Linked DNA regions of Mus musculus: regions 1, 2, 3, 4, 5 and 7 are each linked to region 6. The links are chromatin contacts, called in public Hi-C, HiChIP or PLAC-seq and promoter capture Hi-C maps. All regions are on one chromosome and are shown on one strand. The core of a region is the stretch at or near the end of the contact, and the rest is flanking DNA. Distances in the headings are between cores, read along the strand shown.

Evidence for each region. Promoter capture Hi-C pulls out the DNA fragments that hold promoters and counts their contacts. Hi-C and Micro-C count contacts between places; a contact is called where the count stands out from the background. HiChIP or PLAC-seq counts read pairs in DNA pulled down with a chosen protein or histone mark.
Region 1: a contact with region 6 is called in an H3K27ac HiChIP or PLAC-seq map of thymic regulatory T cells, with 4 times the contacts expected there. The contact joins the promoter of Rft1 here to the promoter of Selenok in region 6. A contact is called at or near these places in 4 of 39 promoter capture datasets (embryonic stem cells, hippocampal neurons, neural stem cells and 1 more), 5 of 484 Hi-C or Micro-C datasets (CD4 T cells, muscle stem cells, nephron progenitors and 2 more), 7 of 115 datasets of contacts at active chromatin or transcription factors (bone marrow-derived macrophages, embryonic stem cells, extraembryonic endoderm stem cells and 4 more) and 1 of 9 other capture datasets (embryonic stem cells).
Region 2: a promoter capture Hi-C map of the HPC-7 cell line shows a contact between it and region 6. The contact joins the enhancer-like site here to the promoter of Selenok in region 6. A contact is called at or near these places in 9 of 39 promoter capture datasets (the 3T3-L1 cell line, 3T3-L1-derived adipocytes, the HPC-7 cell line and 5 more), 2 of 484 Hi-C or Micro-C datasets (adipose-derived mesenchymal stem cells and pro-B cells) and 2 of 115 datasets of contacts at active chromatin or transcription factors (bone marrow-derived macrophages and memory CD8 T cells).
Region 3: a contact with region 6 is called in a promoter capture Hi-C map of pre-B cells, with 6 times the contacts expected there. The contact joins the promoter of Nek4 here to the promoter of Selenok in region 6. A contact is called at or near these places in 2 of 39 promoter capture datasets (hippocampal neurons and pre-B cells), 2 of 484 Hi-C or Micro-C datasets (CD4 T cells and uterus), 1 of 115 datasets of contacts at active chromatin or transcription factors (trophoblast stem cells) and 2 of 9 other capture datasets (liver and pancreatic islet).
Region 4: a contact with region 6 is called in an H3K27ac HiChIP or PLAC-seq map of thymic regulatory T cells, with 5 times the contacts expected there. The contact joins the promoter of Sfmbt1 here to the promoter of Selenok in region 6. A contact is called at or near these places in 5 of 39 promoter capture datasets (3T3-L1-derived adipocytes, hippocampal neurons, neural stem cells and 2 more), 3 of 115 datasets of contacts at active chromatin or transcription factors (epiblast stem cells, pancreatic cancer cells and thymic regulatory T cells) and 2 of 9 other capture datasets (adipose tissue and liver).
Region 5: a Hi-C map of B cells shows a contact between it and region 6, with 9 read pairs. The contact joins the promoter of Stimate here to the promoter of Selenok in region 6. A contact is called at or near these places in 2 of 484 Hi-C or Micro-C datasets (B cells and CD4 T cells) and 1 of 115 datasets of contacts at active chromatin or transcription factors (thymic regulatory T cells).
Region 7: a promoter capture Hi-C map of embryonic stem cells shows a contact between it and region 6, with 3 times the contacts expected there. The contact joins the promoter of Mustn1 here to the promoter of Selenok in region 6. A contact is called at or near these places in 4 of 39 promoter capture datasets (3T3-L1-derived adipocytes, embryonic stem cells, hippocampal neurons and 1 more).

The regions. Positions count from the first base shown.
Region 1 is chr14:30,652,852-30,655,666 of GRCm38.p6, forward strand. It overlaps Rft1 (RFT1 homolog), which reads left to right and starts at 1,524. Exons shown (of 13, transcript NM_177815.3): 1 at 1,524-1,624. The coding sequence starts at 1,562.
Region 2 is chr14:30,673,464-30,676,571 of GRCm38.p6, forward strand. It overlaps Rft1 (RFT1 homolog), which reads left to right. Exons shown (of 13, transcript NM_177815.3): 7 at 707-785. Among named protein-coding and RNA genes, the nearest start is that of Rft1, 21 kb to the left of the region's middle. Within about 2 kb of position 1,703, at least 55 of the 459 cell types and tissues checked have an H3K27ac peak or open chromatin away from gene starts, as enhancers often do. A contact at or near this core is called in the HPC-7 cell line, bone marrow-derived macrophages and memory CD8 T cells, where this site is marked.
Region 3 is chr14:30,949,797-30,952,968 of GRCm38.p6, forward strand. Nek4 (NIMA (never in mitosis gene a)-related expressed kinase 4) reads left to right here and starts at 1,581. Exons shown (of 15, transcript NM_011849.3): 1 at 1,581-1,922. The coding sequence starts at 1,830. It overlaps Gm41121 (a long non-coding RNA gene), which reads right to left and starts at 1,638. Exons shown (of 2, transcript XR_874490.3): 1 at 1,406-1,638; 2 at 636-1,291.
Region 4 is chr14:30,713,968-30,717,213 of GRCm38.p6, forward strand. It overlaps Sfmbt1 (Scm-like with four mbt domains 1), which reads left to right and starts at 1,648. Exons shown (of 21, transcript NM_001166532.1): 1 at 1,648-1,908.
Region 5 is chr14:30,824,129-30,827,031 of GRCm38.p6, forward strand. Stimate (STIM activating enhancer) reads left to right here and starts at 1,466. Exons shown (of 8, transcript NM_028839.4): 1 at 1,466-1,762. The coding sequence starts at 1,603.
Region 6 is chr14:29,966,813-29,969,712 of GRCm38.p6, forward strand. It overlaps Selenok (selenoprotein K), which reads left to right and starts at 1,568. Exons shown (of 5, transcript NM_019979.2): 1 at 1,568-1,724. The coding sequence starts at 1,706.
Region 7 is chr14:30,877,919-30,880,874 of GRCm38.p6, forward strand. It overlaps Mustn1 (musculoskeletal, embryonic nuclear protein 1), which reads left to right and starts at 1,339. Exons shown (of 3, transcript NM_181390.3): 1 at 1,339-1,697; 2 at 2,699-2,831. The coding sequence starts at 1,689.

The DNA.
Region 1 (2,815 bases), core at 274-2,773, 690 kb after region 6:
GACTGTGGGGTAGTTAGGGGTCAGTATGGGGGCCCTGAAAAAGTGAAGAGTACTGTCAAGGAAGATATTTGGGCAGAGACCATGACAAAAACAAAGAAACACCCAACAGGGTCTCTTTGAGGACCACTAAGGGGGCTGGGTTTTTTGTTTGTTTGTTTTGAGACAGAATTCCACTATGTCTTTCTGGCTGTTCTTGATGTATGCTATATAGACCAGGCTAGCCTCAAACTCAGAGATACACCTGTCTCCTGAGTGCTGGGATGAAGGGATCCAAATATGAGCATCTAAAATGTACTGATAAAGATGGTAGTGATGTGTAAGATGACAGGCAGTTACCAGACAGCAAGGAAGGCCAAAGAGCTTTGAAAATGGTGATTGCGTATGTTGGCCACTTTAAAAAAAAAAGTATAAAGTACTTCCAGTCTGACCCTTGACCCCGATCTGTTCTGCCCAGGCCCATGATGTGCAGATTTGAACAAGGCACCTCACACCTCCAAGGCTTACTTTTCTCCTCTCGACAACCAGGCCAAGTATCAGAGCCTTGGGAAGGTTTCTACAGAGAACTACATACATGAAAATTCTGTGTCTGACCTTCAGTCCTCAGTTCTTCCTTTGCAAAATTGGGAGAAGTCCTGTCCAGCCCAGTTGGTGGAAGGGTTATGTAACTACATTCGTGTGATCGCCAATGGCAAGAATCTCACTGATTAGTCTCTGCTGAGCACTTTGTCCCGCAGCAGCCACTGCTGGCTTGTTTTGTTCTGTTTTCCTTTGCTTTGAAACAGGGCCTTCTGCTGGGGAACAGGGAACAGGAGTACAGGGAAGATAATTAGCAGGCCTGCAAATTAGCCCAGCAGGTTAAGAGCTTACCATGTAAGCCTGCCAATCTGAGTTTGACTGCAGAACCCATGTAAAGGTGGAAAGAGAGAACTGATGCCTGAGAGTTCACTGATACACACACAACTACACTATGCAAAAACAAATAAATATTTAATTCTCATCACTTGGGAGCTGGAGACAAGAGGATCGGGAGTTCAAGGCTATCCTAGTCTCTCTAAGTGAATTCCAGGCCAGCCCTGGCTACATAGAAAGACCTTATTTCAAAATAACAGCTGGAGTTGCGGCACTTGGGAGTCAGAAGCCGAAGCCCGCAGATCACTGAGTTCAAGGCAAGTCTGCTTTGCATATCGAGTTCTATGATAGCCAAGGCTACATAATGAGACCCTGTCTTAAAAAAAAAAAAAAAAAAATCAAGCCAAAAGATATCAGTTGGGGCTAGGGGTGCGCCCCAGTTATCCCAGTGTTCCAGAGACTGCGAGTTCTAGGCCAACATGGTCTACAGGGATCGGCGCTGAACACACTCTCAAAACAACAACAACAAAAATCAAGACACCCCAAGAAAATCAAGAGACACAGCCTCAAAAGTTGTTTGGAGTCGCAGCTTCTTGTGCTCCGCCCCTGCTGTCAAAGACCCAATCAGGAGCGAGCCTGTCCGTGACGCCATTTTTCCGCGACGAAGCGGGCGCGGGCCCCGTTTCCTCCTCGGAGCTGTGGCTCTGGGGCTATGGGCAGCCAGGAGGTGCTAGGCCAGGCGGCCCGGTTGGCCTCCTCGGGTCTCCTGCTGCAGGTACTCTGCTGCGCCCGCTCCAGCGCGTGGTGCCGCGGCCAAGCCTCCCGGGGAAGCTGCTCTGGGTCCCCCGCACTGCACAGGGTTCCACGGGGGACCACGGAGGCGGGGAGGGGCGCCGGGTCTAGGAGTTGGGAGACTGCGGTCCCAGTCTTGGCTGGTGACTACAAACAAGCCATTTTCTTTCTGAGCCTTGTGTTTCCGTGTGATGATAGGAGACAGTTTAAACAACTATCAACAAACAGTAGACAGAGGCTACTTTAATCTGATATTTTAAGGGGTTCATTTCTGGAGTGTTTCACTCTTGATCCTCAAAACTGTTCTTCAACTCTGATTCTCTTTGAGTTTAGAGAGCCCATATGGCGTAGCTAAGAACAAGGATCGGGTTCAGGCAATGCTTGTCCAGTGACCTAGGACAAGTCACTTCAGCCCCTGAGCTTTTAGCTCCTTGTTGACAAAAATGAGTGTAATAGTATCTAATTCAGAAAGCAATTTGCAAGGATTGTTTGGGATCTTTTGAATAAGCTCACTTAGCGCAGTACCAGCATCCTAGTGTGCACTTAATAAACTGCATCTGCTGTGTGTCCTTGGACAGACTCTTTTTTGGCTTTGTATTTTTTTTTCTTTCTTTTGCAGATGACACTTGCTAGTTCGTCCACATGGTCCAGAGTCCACCTTCACCTTTATCCTAGAGAGGCACAAAGAGGTTAGGAGAGAGAAGCAGGCTGAATTAGATTCAGGTTAGGTGGCCCCTTTTAAGATAAGAGTTACTTGGGTTAGGTGTAGTAGCTCAAGTCTTTCATCCCAACACTCAAGAGGTTGAGTTCTCTGTGAGTTCCAATCTGAGCTCCAGTCTAGATAGGGTTACATACTTAGACCTTGTCTCAAAAAAAAGTTCAAATCAATTGGCTTTTTTTCTGAGCATCGGTTTATTCTTTTCTTCCTTCCTTCTTTCCTTCTTCGTCTTTGTCTTCTTCTTCTTTTTTTTTTTTTTTTAAAGACAAGATCTCTCTATGCCTCCCTGGCTGTCCTGTAACTCACTGTGTAGACCAGGCTGGCTTTGACCTCAGATATGCCCTGCCTCTGCTTATAGGCATGAGACACCAGTCCTGGCTTTATTTATTTATTTATGAAAAGATACTGCTATGTAGTCCAAGCTGGCCTTGAATTCTTGATGTACTTGCTGCAGTT
Region 2 (3,108 bases), core at 453-2,952, 710 kb after region 6:
TCCCATGCCTGGAATTAAAATAAAAACATATTCCTATAACATTTCTATGTTTTTAAAGAAACCAAAATTCTCACTACAAGTTTTAATTAGCTAGGTGTGGTGTTGTATATTTGTAATCTCAGTAGGCCGAGGTAGGAGGGTCATAAATAAAACCAGCCTGGTTACATAGTATAACGACTAATATTGATTATCAACCCAACAGGAACTAGAATCATATGGGAAAGGAGCCTCTGGGCGTGTCTAGGTTAGGTGAGTTGGGATGGGAAGGCCCAACGAGCTGGGATCTGGAAGTTTCCGTCCATGGTCAGTTGGTCCTGAGGCTCTGGGCCCGTGTCAGGGTAGCACACTGTGGCAGAAGTGCATGGCTGAACAAAACAGTTTTCCTCCTGACAAGGAAGGGAAAGAAGAGAAGGGGCTGGGGTCCCACACTGCCCTTCAAAGCACACCCTTGGTGGCCTAAGCCCTTCTCACTGGGCACCCTTAAAAGGCTCTGCCACCTTCCAATCAGGTCAACACATGGCCGTAGGAAACATTCACGATTCAAATCTTATCCGTCATATACATTTTCTGGTATGTTTGGATGTCTTCTATGCTCTTAGCACTGATTGAAGAGTCAGGGGAAACTATTCAAGTTGGGGCCGTATGGACTGCCCAGGCTTAGATCTGAAAAGCTGGAGATGTGGTTTTATGCTCATTTTTCTTTCAGGCATTTGTCAACTGGAAGGAGGCAGGATTGGCTTGGAGCTTCTTCAAACAGTCGTTCTTGAAGCAGATTTTGACAGAAGGTGAGTAAAGCAGAGTTCACATTGAGCAGTTGGGAGATCATAGAAGATACAAAAGGATTCCACGGGACTGCTGACACCAGAACACTTGTCTGGGGCCCGCAGCAGAGGACCCTTAGAGATGTGCTTGCTCTATCTGCTTTTAAATAAGATAGGGAACCAATATTTATTTAACTTTATGTTTTACTTAAGTTGTCTGCCTTAAATCACTCCACAGCCTTACAGAAGATAGTCTCTCCCTCTGTGTAGGGATGTGGAATTGAAATCCAAGTCTTTGTTAGTCAGCTTCCTGTTACTGTGGCAGATTACCCAAAGTAACCAGCTTAAAGGAAGGAGAGGTTCAGGGTGGCCACAGCTTTAACTCACGGTTACTCGCCTTTGTTGCCAAAGTGAAGCAGTGTGTCATGGTGCTAGTGTATGCAGAGAGGCTGTTGTGTGTCATGGTGCTAGTGTATGCAGAGAGGCTGTTGTATGTCATGGTGCTAGTGTATGCAGAGAGGCTGTTGGGAAACAGAGTTTTAATATGTCCTTCAACAGTATGCTCCTGTCACCTGGCTTTCTCCCTCTAGGCTCTATCTCCTGAGGGTTTCAGGAGGACCATGGGCTGGGCTCAAAGCTTAAATACATGGAAACGCTTTATACTTAAGCTGCAGCAAAACCTAACTGGAAAAGCCCATAGTAAATCATTTAAAATATTTATTATAAACGTGTATTATATGGCAGAAAATTAGAGAAAAACAAAATCTCATTATCAGATCCTAGCTTTTTATACATTTTCCAGCCATTTTCTGAACGGTTCTGTTTGTGGTAGTGAGAGCATATATGCTTCCACCCCACGTTTCCTGTACACTGTGGGTGCTGAGAACAACCACAGATAAGCAGCAAGCATGGCCTCAAGGAGCTTCTCTTGCCAAGCCACTGCTGTGAAGTACTTAGCTAGTGCATGGCTGTGGGCGGGGCTTGGAGACTTAGCACAGGCTCTGTACGGGCCCTTGTTTACTAGAGCTCTGTTAAGAAGCCAAAGAGGAAAAGAGATGTGAACATCTGAGAGGTCTCCTGTCCAAGGGAGCTCATGAGGAGGAGAGCCCATTGTCCTGCCGGAGGGGCCTGAAAAAACCCATTGTAGAAGGCTAAGATACTCCAGTCAGTCGGGTTCAGACTGAACCAGGATGACAGTGTGACAGACAGGGTGAGGCTGAAGAAAGGAGGCCAAAAAGAAAGCTGGAGTTAGTATATAAAAGGCCTCCAGTGCAGAGTTAAGGAGCCTCCATGCTTTGCAGGTATTAAGGAACTATTTGAAGACGTGAACTCAGGATTGACAGGGGATTATACAATTGTGCCTTGGTATCAGGTTTTGGTTCTTAGACCAATCCCAGATATTTTAAAATCTAAGGTGCTCAAGTCCCTGTGTAAAATGGTGTATTTTTTGTGTATAACCTAGACATACTCTTCTTTATGCTTTAATTGTACCTAGTGCAATGCAAGTGCTATGCGGAGCTATTGTTGTACTATTTGTTTAGGAAACAATTTATTATTTGTTATTACTATAATAATAATAAAAGCATCCATACACATAAAGTCATGTTCAGTGCAAATGCACTTTTTGGGATGTTTTTGATTTATAGTTAGTTGAATCATTAGAATCACAAACCCTCAGATATGGAGGCTAGCTGTATTTACAAAACCTAGAACTGTTTGAAGTTAGAGGGTCAGAATAGCACAGAGATAGGACCTAAGAAGTCCCTGTCACAGTTGTCTTTACAGGGAGACAGGTCAGAGAGAGGAGTCTTGAGAGAAGAGGGAGTCTGGCCTTATAATGAATTCTTTTTGAGTTCCCAGGAGGAGAGAACTTAATCTTTGGGGTTGTGGCCACTGTTTGGTGCCCTGTCTCTGTCATGGCCAGGGCGTTTCATATGTGGAAATGAAAATTCAAGCCAGGCATGCTGGCGTACACCTTTAATTACAGCATTTGGGAAGCAGAGGCAGGTAGATTTCTGAGCTTCAGGCCTGCCTGGTCTATAGAGTGAGTTCCAGGAAACACAGAGAAACCCTGTTTCAGAGAAAGAGAGACAGAGACAGACAGAGAGAGACAGACAGAGACCAAGAGAGACAGAGACAGAGTTAGAGAGAGTATCTGGCCTCCCTTAAGACTTGGAAGCCGTTTTCACCTTTAACATTTGAGCAGTCTCCCCTTATTTTATTGTTAAATAGTATGGTTTTGAAATAATTTTTGCTTGTTTTTAAGTTGGCTTCAAGATTCTGTCAATAGAGACCTCGGCACTTTCTGAACTGTTGCTGTGAGGTACTGTGAAATCAGTGTTAGGAC
Region 3 (3,172 bases), core at 331-2,830, 980 kb after region 6:
GGAATGCCAATTTCTTCTCCATAAGAAAACCAAACAAGGGGCTGGAGAGATGGCTCAGCAATTAAGAGCACTGACTACTCTTCCAGAGGTCCTGAGTTTAATTCCCAGCAACCACATGGTGGCTTACAACCATCTGTAACAAGATCTGGCGCCCTCTTCTGGTGTGTCTGAAGACAGCTACAGTGTACTTACGTATAATAAATCTTTAAAAAAAAAAAAAAAGAAAGGAAGGAAGGAAGGAAGAAAGAAAACCAAACAAAGTGGAACCTTAAATAAATATTGAATTCTAGTTAGTGATATTGCTAAAGATAAACAAAAGCAAACATTTGCTAGAGCAGAGGGGGCAGACTGCTGTGTAGTAACTATTGACAGTAGCAGGGAAAGTTGCGCTTCATTCAACTGTGCAGAGGTAACTGGGCCTTTTAAGACGAGAATGAGGGCTGGGCATGGGGGCACACACCTATAATTCTACACTCAAGGCGGAGCCAGGCCGATCTCTAAAACCCTGGATTACATGGTGACATGAGACCTCTTCTAAGACACGCGCTCGCACGCGTGCACACAAACACACACACACACACACACACACACGCACACTCACACACGCACCAACAAACAATGAAGGGAAAATAGGAAAATAGAGAAATGAGAAACGGAATTCCTTAGAAAAATGAAAAAAATTACAAAGGTTTGGGAGCATGTTACTATTACATGGCTGTAAACTCAACACACAAGAGTAGGATTGCAAGATGAGCTGTAGAGGAAGATCTTATCTCAACAACAGTAACATAATAATAATAATAAATAATAACAGTTGGTCATTGTAAAAGCAATTACAATTTACTAGTTGGCAATTATAGAAGATGGGATTATATCTTCCCACACAAAATGGGAAACAGACGCCAAAATTTTTTGATGATTTACATTTCAAAGGAAGGGCTTTCTGTCCTGGAGGAAAACATTTCTGGCTTGTAGAAGACATATGCATATATATCTCAACGGGACAGAGGGATAATGAGTAACTGTGCGCCTGTTTAAAAGTAAATTCTTCAGGCAAGGCAGGTAGCTCTTTTCGCAGCCTTGTGCATTCACAGACAGGCGTTAAAAGGGGGCCTTGGTGCTCCGTGGAAGCAGCATGTGAAGTTCTGGCAAGCCTTTCAGGATGGTGGGTTTGCAATCATTCTGTGAGAGATCTTTGCCAGTCTCAGTAAAGCAGGCTGAAACTTTGAGGGATGAAGTGTATTGACGTCTTCACCAAATGCACCAAAACGGCAGGCCGAATACTGACACGCTACAAAACAAATAGAGCAAACATCATTGGTGAAGCCTAGAGTTGGCCACTCTTTTAACTGAATGTGAGCCAAGCACATAGCCGGTTAATATTTGTAGAACGAATGAACCATACGCGTAACTCGCTTAGAACCAGAAAGGATTCAATGAGCAAATGTAGAACCAAAACGCAGGAAGTGCGGCTCGGGAGTCGCTCTGGCCTTCCAGGAGCGAAGCTCTATGGCAGGTCCTCCGGGGCTGCCGAACCGCTCTGGCCGCTTCCGCGACGGCTCGATGGTAGGTCCTCCCCCAAGCACGAGGAGCAGCTCTGGCCACCGCTAGGTCGACTCTATGGCGCGTCTTCCAACTCTGAGCATGCGCAGGACTACCCCGCCAGTATCGCTATGGTAGCGGCGTCCGGGTGGGCCGGGCCTCGAAGCTCCTGCCCGCGGTGGGCCGCGTTTATGGAGTACTTCACCTCCCGTCTGGCATGAGCGGGGCCTCCCGCAGCCTTACGCGCCGCTGCCACAGCTTCCCGACTGTAGGCCTCCTTCGGGAACATGCCCCAGGCCGCATACTGCTACATGCGGGTCGTGGGCAGGGGTAGTTACGGGGAGGTGACGCTCGTGAAGCATCGGCGAGACGGCAAGCAGGTCGGGGACTTGGGACCTGGCCGGGGCGATGAGGGAAGGGATACGTCTAGGGCATCCTCAAATGTACAGGCCCGGAGTGATGGGCAGGGACTCTTCTCAGATAAGAGGTCAGCTTCTCAACTTCCCCTATAATAGGAGCCCCGGATTTTGTCTATTCTTCGGTATTAGTTTTCTTTATCTGCAAACCTCCTGTCACCTGAAATTTTCTTGAGAACAGGGGCCATGTGTTCCCAAAGCCTAGTTCAGGGCCACCGTGCAAGCCCTGTCTCTTGTGTAGTTTGTACTCCTTAAAAACTCATCTCAGCATCTTCTCGCCAGCACTTTCTCATGGACCCTATTTCAGTGAGTAGCTTGACCAGCCATGCAGTTTCCTAAGCTGGTAACAATTACCTTTAATGTCCCCAACGCTGGTTCTATTCCTGTCACTAGGTCAAACCGGCATCTCCACCCTAGTACAGGCCACCAGTCTTTCTGGCTAAATGCCCACTCCCCAACTAGTTCCTGCTGCCTGCTTTTTTTTCCCCTCTAACCTGTCTCTTCTACTGCAGTCATCTTTCTTTCTTTCTTTCTTTCTTTCTTTCTTTTTGTTTGTTTGTTTGGAGACAGGGTTACTCTGTATAGTTCTGGCTGTCCTGGAACTCACTTTGTAGACCAGGCTGGCCTCGAACTCAGAAATCTGCCTGCCTCTGCCTCCCAAGTGCTGGGATTAAAGACATGCGCCACCACCGCCCGGTTTGCAGACATCTTTCTTAAACTCAAATCTGATGTTACTCCTTTATGTAAATTACTTTATGCCATCACCCAGAGTCTAATGAACCAGTTCTTCAGTATTCTTTGCTATCAGGGTGGCCATAGAATGTTGTGCACAAACAGGCACAATTATGAAACTGATGAGCGATGTTTCATAGTTCTTAGTTCTACCAAGCCAGTGGCAGCAACAAGCTGAGAGAGCCGCCACCCCTCAAGTATAGGACCCACTCCTTGTGTCATATGCTAGATTCTCTGCCTAGAACACAAGCTTTCACATAGGCTAATTGAGTAGGCACCCCAGGGAACTATGGGACATTTGTGCTAAGAGTGAGAGTTTAGCTATAACAATAACCCTTCATTTTGAACAGTAATTTGCACTTCAGGAAACATTTATATATGTGTTTGTTGAAGGAGTGGGTACATGGTCTTTGAGATGCTTGAGAGCAGTATAGTAGATTGTAAAGGGTTTTATTTTTAATGGGAAGGGCATCCTATGTGGA
Region 4 (3,246 bases), core at 398-2,897, 750 kb after region 6:
TCCAAGAAGTGCCAAATAAGGTCACCTTAAACTAGGCATCATTCAATGTAGGGGAGAAAAGTTGTCCCTCAGTGTTTAGGAATGTGCATTCAATTCCTTACACTCTTCCTTGCTGGTGAAAGAACTGGGGCAAGAGAGGGCCATTCACAGCTTTCTACCTAAAAACTTTCCCATTCCTAGAAACTCAGCTCATCTGTGGACCGCATGGATGTGTTAGCAGACAACTGCAATGTAATAAAATACACAAGCAGGAACTATATACCTTAAAAACGACCATGCAAACAAAAAATGTTAGTCATAGTAGCAAATAAATGAAAATGTGTGCTTGCAAGCATGTATCTATGAAGAAGGGTTTTTTTGTTTGTTTGTTTGTTTGTTTTTTGTTTTTGGCCGGGGCGGGGGGGGTGTTGGGAGGGGGTGGGTGGGAGCTCAAATTGTGTAGCAATAATTGAATATCCTTTTATATTCTTCTTTATTTTTTTTTCTTGTTACTTTGTCTTTTCAATGGTGCTTACACTTACAAAAAGAAAAAAATCATCTGGCGTTTGTAATGTGCATATTTCCCAAGGTTGCCCAAAAACATGAGAAAGATGCTAATGGGAGCATCCCAAGACCTTCGTGTGTGTGTGTGTGTGTGTGTGTGTGTGTGTGTGTGTGTGTGTGTGTGTCTCGCCTCCTCTTCTCTAAAAGAAAGGAGTCTTCCTTGAGTAGGAGCCCCTGACTGAGGCCATCTTAGGCTGGAGAGTCTGGTCTCATTGGCACTCCGGGATCCCACAGGCGCTGGGATTTTCTTCTGAGGGAACTTTCTGGAGCAGGTGGGTGTGCTTCCTATTGACACCTGTGCTCGCTGAAGAAGGGTTGAGTAGCCGAACGTAACTGCCTGTGGGCACCTTCCGATTCGAGGCTGATTCACAGCATTTTTGAGCTTCTCCTGAAGCTCTTAGGTCAACCTGTGCCCCTTTGCGGCAGGACAACTCATTTACTGAGCCTGGACATGAGGTACGTAGAGGCGTTCGAGTCGGACTCGGTAGACGAGCACTAGAGTGCCCTGCTAGATCTCAAAGAACGTGTAGGATTCCCGACGTGGTCCGGCGGGCGGGCGCAGCTCCCTCGGCCACGGTATGCGCCCCTTGGGGACCTGCAGAACTGCTGCCTCTCTGCTAATACCATCTTGCTCGAGGTGGTCACGTGCGGGCTACAGTGGCGCGCTTCGCCAGGGACGGATGGATCAGGGACTTCGCGGGGTCCCGAGCCGCTCTGTCCAGAAGCCCGAGGTGAGGTCTTTCTTTCCAGAATCCCAAGCAAGGCCAGGACGCGCCTCCGGAGCCCGAGGACGCCGTCTCCAAGCCGTTCTCCGTCCATGGCGCCGTCGGGGATCAGAGGCTCACGCCGCGACGCCCAGCGCCACGGCCTCGCGGGTGTCTTTCGGCGAGGTGCGGACAGGGGGACGCGAGCAAAGCGGCGGGTTATGGACCCGGGCCCGCGGACGCGTCGTCTCCCGTGCAGCTCCAGCTCCGCGAGCCGGTGGGCTTGGGGAGGCCGGGTCGGGAGTGCCACGCGCGCGAAGCGAGGGGCGCGGGTTGCCGGGAGGGAGGACCGCGGAGCTGGGGGAGGGAGTGGGGGGGCCGCGGGCGCATGCGCCTTGCGTCCGTGCCATATTGGAATGAGTCGGAGCGCGGAGCGCCGCCGCCGCCGCCTCCGCCGGAGCGCGGGTGCAGGGGGGCGGGGAGAGCTGCCGGCCGCCCCGCTCTGCCGGGCTCAGCAGGAAGGAGGGCGCGAGCAGCGCGAGCGGAAAAGGCGCCCCGCGCGGGCGAGCGCCAAGAAGGAAAGAAAGAAAACCGAGCGAGCGGGCGGGCGTGCGAGCGAGCGGGGAGAGCGAGCAAGCGCGCGCGCGAAAACTCCCGTCAGGTAAAAAAAGCGGGGCGGCCGGCTGGGCCTTCCCGCGCGGCGGCCTGAGGGGTGGTGCGGCGCCCTCCCAAAGAGGCCCAGCAACTTTGCCAGCGGGAAGCGCCGGGAGCCAGCGGGCAGCGAGCGCGCGATCTGAGGCGCCAACGGGCGGCGGCGGCGCGTTGGGCGGGGGGGACGACTGGAGTGGGTGGGGGGACGCGGCGCCCGCGCGCGCGGCCTGGCGCGGTCCCGAGGCTCGGCGCGTCGGCCGGCGGGGGCTGCGGGGACGCGCCCGGGCACCTCGCGGACGCGGCGGAGGCCGGCGGCGCCGGGAGAGAGAGAGAGAGAGGGAGAACGGGCGAGCGGCGCGCGTCAGCCCAGCTGGGCGCGAGAGGCCAAAGTGGCCGGGTGGCGGTAGCGGGCTCCCAACTTGCAGGCTCCGGTCCCCTGCCCCCATCGAGCGGCCTCCCGCCGAGCCCCCGCGGACCCGCCCCCCCGGGCTCGCTCCGGGCGGGGCGCGAACCCGCAGCCCGCGCGGCCGCTCAACTTCTCAGGGCCTAGGCGGCGGCGGCAGCGGCAGCAGCAGCAGCGGCGGCGGCGACAGCAAGCGCGGTGGCCGAGTCTGAGCCTCCACCGCAACCGGTGGCTCCGGCCTCTCAGGCGCTTCGCCTGGGGAGGCACCGCCGCCCGACCCCCTGCGCGGATCTGGGGAGCGTCCTGAGGCCGCTCGGCAGGTCCGTGACCGTTTCGTTTTCTGTTCCCAAGTCTTGTTTTGTTCGCTGTAAAGACGCTGGAGGGGCGAGCCCTGTGTCCTGGGAAGCAAGGCCTGCTCTTTGCGGAGCAGAAAAGCCTTGTGAGACTCGGGATAAATTCCCGCGGAAAGGATAGACGTCGTGTTAAGTTTCCCCCCCGAGATGCCAGCTGTTCGCGTGGGGTCTCAAACTAAGCTGTCAAAGCCAGGTCATCTTTAGAGCTTGCGGTGCAGTGGGGTGGGACGCGTCCTGTAGGGCTTTTTTTTTTTTTTTAACTTGGTGGGCGCTCTTCCCCGCGGGTCACTCACAGCAGTTACTGGCCCCAAGTGGTGTGTGTCTTGTGATTGCTGTATTCATCAAAAAGATCTGAAGGAAGTAACATGGAATTAGTCATTATCTGCGTATGGCCTCTCCTGAACCGCGATTTTTAAGATGTCATACTTTATTTCATCTGAAGCAAAATGAATGCTTTGAGCGTGTAACTGTTGTGTCAGCTGTCTAGATGGGGTGGAGGAGGAGGAACGTGTTTTCGTAAGTACACATTGGGGCCTGTTAACTCGCAGCAAATGAACTCTCTTAGGCCACAGGTAGAGTCAGAGTTCAGATT
Region 5 (2,903 bases), core at 216-2,715, 860 kb after region 6:
GTGCAGTGGAGATGGGCAGACAGGTGGCTTGCCGCCTAGGCAGCAGCTCATGGCACAGGGCTAGAGAGTAGTATCCATACCGGTGTGCGAGGAGACGGTAAGAGAAAGGCTGCAGAATTGCATTTCCTATGGATTGCAGAGTCTATATCCCTGTTAAATAAAACAAACAAACTTTGGAAAGCATTTAGTCCTCTTTGATAATTAGAACTTCTTGAGGAAATGTCTTTAAAGTTAGTATTTATTGTTCCAAAAAGATACCTTGATGTAGGTTAGACCTGTACCATGCACATGCCCATTGACATGCAGCAGACAAGTCAGAGCTCTAGGGCACCAGCAAGAGGTGTCTAGAGAGACAGCAGAGATGTCTAGGGGTCTGGGTAGTAAGACAAACTTAAATTGGAGTCTGTGCACACCGGTGGTTTGGAGGTAAAAAAAAAAAAAAAAAGAAAGAAAAGAAACCAGACTGGGTGTGGTGGCATATGCCTTTAGAGAAAGTCGGGCAGATTCTGGGCTACATAATGAGTTCCAGATGCTGTCTCAAAACAAAATCCGTTCTATTTGTAGTTGTATCTCAGAAGTGAACAGAGCAAGGACTTGTGCATGTTGACTTTGCACTTAAACTCACCCTTTTTATAAAGCGAAAAGTGGCTGGATTGAAGTAACCATTTAAAGTGGGGGTGGGGGACAAGTGTAGTGGCACTTAACTGCAGTCCTAGCTACCTCGGAGGCTGAGGTGGAAAGATCATTTTTTTTGTCCAAAGGTTCAGATTAGCCTGGACAATTCAACAAGACCAATCTCAAGCAAAGTAGCAAAACCAGACAGACTGGTGTCACAGACCTACCTATAATTCACTTAGAGTGCGTGAGTGTGAAGATCAGGAGTTCAAGGCCATCATTGTTTCTAGGTCCTTGTTTTAAGTTTGAGGACAGGCAGGGTTAAGAAAGTGCCTGTTTCAAAACAAAACCCCCACAAATTATGTTTGGGAACAGGGATTCACCCTGGAGCTTTGAATAGTGAGTTGAATCCTCTGGCTTTTGACCATGAAAGTAGAACACTCAATCCCTGGCGTGGGAAGAAGACCTCAGACGGCTGAGACTATTGTACTCAATACCGTGCCTTAGCATAATGTTGCCTCAGGTTCTGGACTCCACTTCCGAAGTAGTGAACCGAATCTGAGGGCAGAATGTAGGAGTATTCTTAGGAAATTGTCCAGGGCATTTATAGATTTGCCTTGGAGGGGAAAGGGATTTAGCAACAGACTCCATCACTGTCCCTGACACTGCTCTCATGACCTAGAACACAGGGCTCTGGGGATTCCTTTTACACAGTCTGGCTCACCTGCTCTACCTACCTGCAGAGATTCTCCTCCAGCCCCGCCCCTAGCCCTGGCTAGAGCCCCGCCCCGGAGGGAATCGAAGCCCGCCTCACGCCTGGCTCAACCAATCAAGCTCTACGATCTCGGACGTCGGGTTACGCGCGGCGCGGAGGCGGCCGCGGGCTGAGATACCGGCACCCAGCTCCAGGTCCGGGGTCGCGGCTGGGCAGCGCGACCCGGGCTGCAGCGAGGCCGGCGGCCCCTCGCGCCCTCCCGTCAGGCCGCCATGCAAGGCCCGGGAGGGAACGTGAGCCGCGGATTGCCGAGCGGGCCGGCCTCCACGGTCGCGTCCGGGGCGGGCCGCTGTGAGAGCGGCGCGCTCATGCACAGTTTCGGCATCTTCCTGCAGGGGCTGCTCGGCGTCGTGGCCTTCAGCACATTGATGCGTGAGTCCGGGACCCCAGCCCCTCCCCGTCCCCACGTCGACCGCCGCAGTCCCAGCCCCACCCCGGGGACCCTCCTGCCCTTAGAGTTCCGGCCTGGGCACCGGGCCCTTGGGCTGCGGTGCCTCCCTCTCCCGCGAGACGGTGCTGGTTATTCGAGACTAGAAGGGAGTCCGGGACCCTGGGCTGAGAGCTTTTGGCCAGGAGTGACCCTGCCCCTCACCACCTCCACCTTAGACCTGTCTCTTGTCTGATGTCAGCCTAAATCTGGTCCCCTCCCACTTTGCCGTCGCAAATTAAGGTTACCTCACTTTTCGGTATGGACCGAGATTACCCCCCCCCCCCCATAGCTTCTTCTCAGGGGCTCCTCGTAGCCTTCCTCCCCTTGGCTCTTAGACCCCCACACCCTTAAGTGTCTGCTAGCCTAATGCTGGGCTCCTCTCTGAACCTTCACTCCCAGTGTTTGCCCTCTCTGTTGGGTGTGGGGAGACTCACCCACACCCACCTGTAGTGTTAGGGCAGTGCAGTCGGTGCTCCCACATTGCTGCGCGACCCCCAGCCCTACTCCCTCTATTGTTCAGGGAAGATCCTCTCTGACTGCCGCGGTACCCACATCCCAGCCTCCCTTTTCACCTGTTCAGCTCTGTCCTGAGCTTTCCCAATTAAGTTGTATCTGAAGTTTCCGCTTGCTGTTCTTCCAAACCACGTTTGTTATTTACATTTTTAAATTTCCTCTTTTTTCGTGAAACTCTGACAACCCTCCTGGTTGACTTGATGGAGGAGGCTAGAGGCTCCGGGAAAGTCTCAGAGGCACTTCTTGGGGAGTTTTATAGTAAAGAAGGAAGTCACAGATGGCCCTTGTTGCCCAATGGGGGTTGGAGGAAGGGTCATATTTGCCCTTGGGTTGGGAGGTTGTGCTGTTTCTCTGATGGGCACATACACACACACAGACACTAAAGGATGGAGTTCTCTTGGCACGTAGACCTGAGAGTGTCCCTGTGATGTGTTAGAGAGGAGTTATAACTAAGCTATTATATAGAGGCATTAATTCCAAAACTGACATGTTTTCACAACTGTGCTCTGTGGGCAGAATGGGGAGTTCCAGCAGGATGTAGTCTTCACTGGGGGTGGGGGTGTCCTGCTG
Region 6 (2,900 bases), core at 318-2,817:
TCAGGCTATATCAGTGGATACTGAAAAGGACCTAGTTTGTAAGAGCAATGGGAGATCACTACATTTTAGTGTCTAAAGGGTTTTAAGCAAAACAAAGTTTTGTTTTGTTTTTTTTAAATAAATCATTCTTGTTGCAGTCTGACAAAAGTATAACCAGGGATTTCAGTTAGAAGGAAAAGAGAGCACAGAGAGTGAGAGGCAACGTCATGGTTTAAGCCCAGGTCTAGAAAGGCCCTTGAGAAAAATCACGGACCCAGGTTGGGAAGAGAGCTCGGTGGGTAAAGTGACTGCTACACAGACATGAGGGCCTGGATTTTAGAATCCCCAGCAGTCATGTAAAAGCCAACAGTGGTTGCACACAACTCAGACCTATCCTGGAGGATGAGACAGGCAGATGGCCAGAGCTCCCTAGCCAGTCCAATAAGGTGGAAAACACCCAACTCTCCCTTTCTGTACTGACTGCACACCTCATTCCTCCCTTCCCCTCTCCTCACCCCCACTCCCCGCACCACAAAGGAAACACAACAGGGGCAGCAAGGAATTTTCTTCAAACTTACTGGATGCCCAAGACCTGCCTTCTAACGCATATGTCACGTCTACAATGCTGACAAGCAGAGGAAATTGTCATTCTGAAGTTCATTTGATTTTCCCTAGTTGTGTCTCTACAGCTATTAAAAATGCCACTTCTTAGCTGGGTGTTGGTTACACCTTTAGTCCCAGCACTTGGGAGGCAAGAGACAGGTGGATCTCTGAGTTCAAGAACAGCCTGCTCTACAGAGCTAGTTACAGGGCAGCCAGGGCTACACAGAAAAACAGTCTCGAAAAATAACAAATTCCACTTCTTGAACTTATACAGATCCACCTGCCTATGCCACATGAGTACTGGTATAGGCCTGGTCTACAAAGTGAGTTCAAGGGCAGCCTGGGATACACAGATCCCAAATCAAAAACAAACAAAAACAAGACAAAAGACAAAAACAAAAACCAGCTGGGTGTGGTGAGGCTTGTCTTTCATCCCTGCGCTACGGAGGCAGAGGCAGGCAGATCTTTGCGTTTAGGGCCAGCCTCGTCTACAATGTGAGCTCAGAGCCAGGAATACAGTGTGAGTCCTGTTTCAAAAAAGCAAAACAAATAAACTGAGAGCAGAAATAACCGGCTTAAAGGGAATACGGTCCAGAGGGACTTAAAAGTGAGTTCAGCAAAACCTGATGGTTAAAGCTCTTCATGTCCCAGACACCGCCTCAGAGCCTCTCCCTGCCACTCCAAAAGACAGCAACACATCTGGAAAGCTGAGGAACGTTCCGCCCTCCAAGCCCTTCGAGCCACCTCGGACCCGAACCCTGCGCGTGTCTGCCAACTAGCAAGCAACTTCCGGTCGGCAGTGCTGTGGCCTCAAAGACTCTCGGTCAAACCGGAACCAAGTGAGGGGGGTGGGGAAAAGGACCCTCAAACAATGTTTCTCCTAGACGTCATATCCGGTCTCCTGACTCAGGCAGTATCCACGCCAGCGGAAGTTACTTGTGTGACTGGGCGGAACCTCTAGTCAGGAGTGGTCTCCCAGCAGCCAATGGGCTCGACCCACCTCTAGCCTGACTTGGGTCTGTCAGTGGCCTGTGACGTACAGGGCGGGGCGGGAGGCTAGGTACGGCGACAACAGGGGCGTCCGGTCTTCTCTGTCGCTAGGAAGCAGGCAACCGGAGGGAAGATGGTTTACATCTCGAATGGTGAGTGAGAGCCTTACCCTGGGCCGCTTCTGTCCTGACTCGCCGGGTCCTGAGCTTGGGGCGGCCTCCCCCACACCAGTGGCCGGAAGGAGTGGGAAGCGGAGGCGGTGGGAGCCGAGGCGCAGCCCAGAAGGTCCCCGGGTGCCGCTGGGGGACCCTGAAGCCTCCTGGTACAGCCAATTTTCCGATTGTGGGTTTGCGATAGTGATCCCGGGCGCGGGTGTCCTTAACCCGGGAATGACAGAGACGCTAACCCGGTCCGGATACAACGCGCTTTTGTTTGGGCCGCTAGAGCCGCGTTCTTTGCCTAGCATCTCTTTCATCCTTGTAACTGTTCTATTCAGATGGTGTATTTCTATCCCTGTTTTTCGGATGCAGACTGAGACATAGATTGACTAGCTCGCTAAAGATCACAAAGGCAATATGAAATTTAGGTTAAATTGAACTCAGGTTGGCTCCAGTATTACCTACCATACTGCCTCTATAATGCGTACAATAATGATGGCGATGGTGGTGATGCAGGACTAGCAAGAATATGAAAAAAATAAATAAAATCTGGAGACAGGGTCTCACTTTGTAGTTTTATCTGCCCTGTAACTCACTGTGTACGCTAAGGTGGCCACTAACTCCCAAAGATCCTCCTGCCTCTGACTCCGGAGTAGTGGGATTAAATTAAAGGCAAGCACCACCACGCCAGGCAATACAAAAGTTGTGACAGATTTTTCTCCCCTAAAAGTGTAGCTAGTCCTAAGCCCAAGACTTTACCCAGTTTGAAAGAACTTGGGAAGCAAGTCTCCAATTACTGGAAAAGAAAAAAATACAGCCTGAGAAGGTCGTATCAGTGCCAGAACCATCTGCCCACCTGTGTGACTTAGGTGAGACTCCTTGGCGCATTTCTACAAGACTCTCTTGGGGCCCTGGAAATAGGTGTGGTTGTATCAGATTCATCTCTGTATCTCTAGAGAGTAGGGCGATTAGCAGAAGTCTTAGGGCTGAGAGCACTTTGAATTTCTCGGCTTTTTTCAGGATTTCACCTCCTGATTACAAAGCTTTGGGATAGGTGGTGTGATGGGCACTACAGGAAGCATCATCATTCCATCTTCAGTTTCGAGCGCTCGCAGATTCTGTTATTTGCAATTTAGGTCACTAGCTCATACAGCTATGCACTCAAAAGTG
Region 7 (2,956 bases), core at 89-2,588, 910 kb after region 6:
TAAATTTTTCTTTTCCTGGGTTTACTTAGAAGTCAGACCTATGAGTGACTTCAGCTGCCAATCAAGGCTGTGTACGCAGTCATGAGTCACAGAAACCATCCCACCTCAGCTGCCAGTGACACTTAAGCATGGTGTCATGCATGGGTCACAAAACCACATTTTTTAGATGAAAGAGAAGATGGTGTACTTCCATTGTAAACTGGTTTACAGTAAATTTTCACATCTTATTATATAAAAGAAGAAAAAGGAGGAAAAAACCCAGCACTTTTGTGGTCGTTGGTTGTGTGCCCTGTGCCCTGTAACTCACAACCAACTCAACGGGTTAATAAACCTGATGGCTTGGCTGCAGTGGGCTCAGAGTCTGCGATGAAAGGAGCCTAGCGTGGTCTAGCCATCATCCTGATGAGCCTAACCCGCTTTTCCTCCTGGGTCGTGAGAGCTGGGCATCCCTTATCCTTGTCCTAGTCAGCCAGCTGTGGGTACTCCTCACAAGGCATGGCCTGGCCTCCCCTTGGAATCATGGGTATTGCTCAGGTCCCTGCGTATAGACCTGATGGTGCACACACTGACCTACTGGGAGCCAGGCCCAGAACCAAGAATGGGATAGAGTTCGAGGCACAACAGCTATGGAATGACATTTAGGATGACTGTTAGTGCCTGGTTGAATTTCATCTGCCTGGTGCCTTCAGGGATAAACACAATGTCCATTGTAGACGGGAGGGAGTGGAGAGAAGTCTAAGACAAACCTCCAACCCACATCTACCACAGCCCACCTCAGGCTTAGGGTCCCTGCATTGCCACCAGTGATCTTTCCATGCAAAGATGAAGTTAGTGGTGGGTGCTAAATGATTTTCCAAGGGAGCTCTACTCTTTACTACAGCTTAATAGCTGAAGTGGCATTCACCCCAGCCCTCTAAAGTCCTGCCAGCCAGCTTCCAAGTGTCCATCTTAGACAGAAGCCCTCTATAGGCCTTTACTAGCAAGCATGGTCTCCTCCGGGCCTATACTGTACCTTGCTTTGTCTCTTTATTAAACTTGTCCCAGGGCTGGCTAGAGGACCAGGACACCAACAAGACTGTGATATGGCAGCTCCACAGGGTCTCGGCCTTCCTGGCTACTCACTCTGAGTTGGCTGTGCTCACCATGAGGAAGTGTTTCCAAGCAACAGAAAGGAAGTTTCTCCCCTGCTAATGTGCTGGGATGGAAAATCTATTTCCAGTGGAATCCAGGAGTAGAAGAGAAAGCTAAACAAACTCAGAGCATCCACCCTTGTTCAGGGCCCTCCCTCTCCTCAGAGACTTCCCCTCCCACCCCTGCCACTGGGATGGGTTCTTGCAGTCAGCCTGGGCAGGCTGTCTCACACATTCCAGGGTTCACATTCATAAACACAGTCTGTGAACAACAGTGCCAACACCTCCCACCGTCGAGTAAGCAGCTGTCCCCAGAGATGCGGGGTCCCCGCGGCCATCTCCTCTCACCAGGGCAGCTGCCCATCATCGCCAAGAATAAACTCCAGCTAGTCGCTGCGTGGATCTGAATCATCTGAGAGCTTCCAAAGGAGGGGAGTGACTACCCAGGACGCACAAGCAGACTATATAAGTTCCCAAGGGTTGGGCCTCACGCAGATCCTTTCCTGTGGCTACTGCCTGCCAGAGAGCTACCAACAGCGAGCTTGCTTGGCATCCAACATGTCCGAGGTAAGGAGGCCCAGAAGGGACTAGTTGGTGCCAAGGAAGTTGCGAGGGCAAGGCTGGACACTAAGTAGTAGTGCCTGCTCTGAAGTAAAAGCCAAAGCTAAACAGAAGCACCGTGGCCCTTCCAGGCTGGCCTCTGGACACCCTGGGTCTCACCAGGCTCTGGTGAAAGGCCTTGACACTTCAGGCGTGTGAGGGGTTGGAGGTGGGGAGTGCCTATATAGAACTGTGCGCCTTTGTATGGAGATGAGGGAGCTAGCCTTGCTGGCTTAGTGTGTCCTGATGTGTACACATTTGTAATCTGGAGGAAGGATGAGGGGCGGAGACTGTACCTATAGATCTGTCTGTCTCCCTGTGAGGGTGTGTCTGCAGGCCTGCGTTTCCCTGGGAGCTCAGCCCAGGCTGAGTGAGGGAATCCTTGCACCTGCCTGCAGGGCTTAAGAAGGAATCAGGTGTCAGCCTCACAGGCGCCCGCCCGGGTGGTAGAGAAGGGTGAGCACTAAATCTGGCTTTCCCGGCTCTACTGGGCAAGAACAACAAGGTCATCCTTGCTCCTTTCTCCATGGCTGTCTACCCCGATCCCTCCCCAAACACAGTAAACATCAGTGGTTTTGTTTTAGGGAAAGGGGGGAGGGGCAGTCTTACGGACTTCACCACCTCTGTGAACAGATCTTAGAATTCCTGAGATTACCAAGGGCTCCTCAGTCTTAGAGTTCATCTTTTTGCTCTCCGCCCTTGTGTCCAGTCCTGAACTCGGCCTGACAAACAGGCCAGTGTGAGGATGCAGTGGTCACCACCCCCAGGAGTTCCCTCCCTGTCTGTGGGGAAAGGTCAGATGTCCAAGTCAGGCTAAGAAGGCAGGGAGGTGGCGGGGAACTTGCAGTTGGGAGAGGAGTGAGCTTTGAATCGGCTTAATTCGGAAGCCTGGGAAGGAGGAGCCCCCGCCAAAGTTGGGGGGTCTTCATCTCAAGGCATTGAATTGTAAGGCTCTCGACTTTTCCAAGGCTGGCACTCCTGAAGGCCCCATCAAGAAGAAGCGGCCCCCTGTGAAGGAAGAAGACCTGAAGGGGGCCCGAGGGACCCTGGCCAAGAACCAGGACATCAAGTCTAAGACATACCAGGTCATGCGGGACTACGGTGAGTGTCCCCCGGGCATGTGGTAGAATTGGAGACACAAGCATCCCCCGGTGGTAGCTAAGAGGTGTTGAGGGTCTCTGGGCATAGGAGGGGCTGCACACAGCATAGGGAGCCCTGCCTCTGAG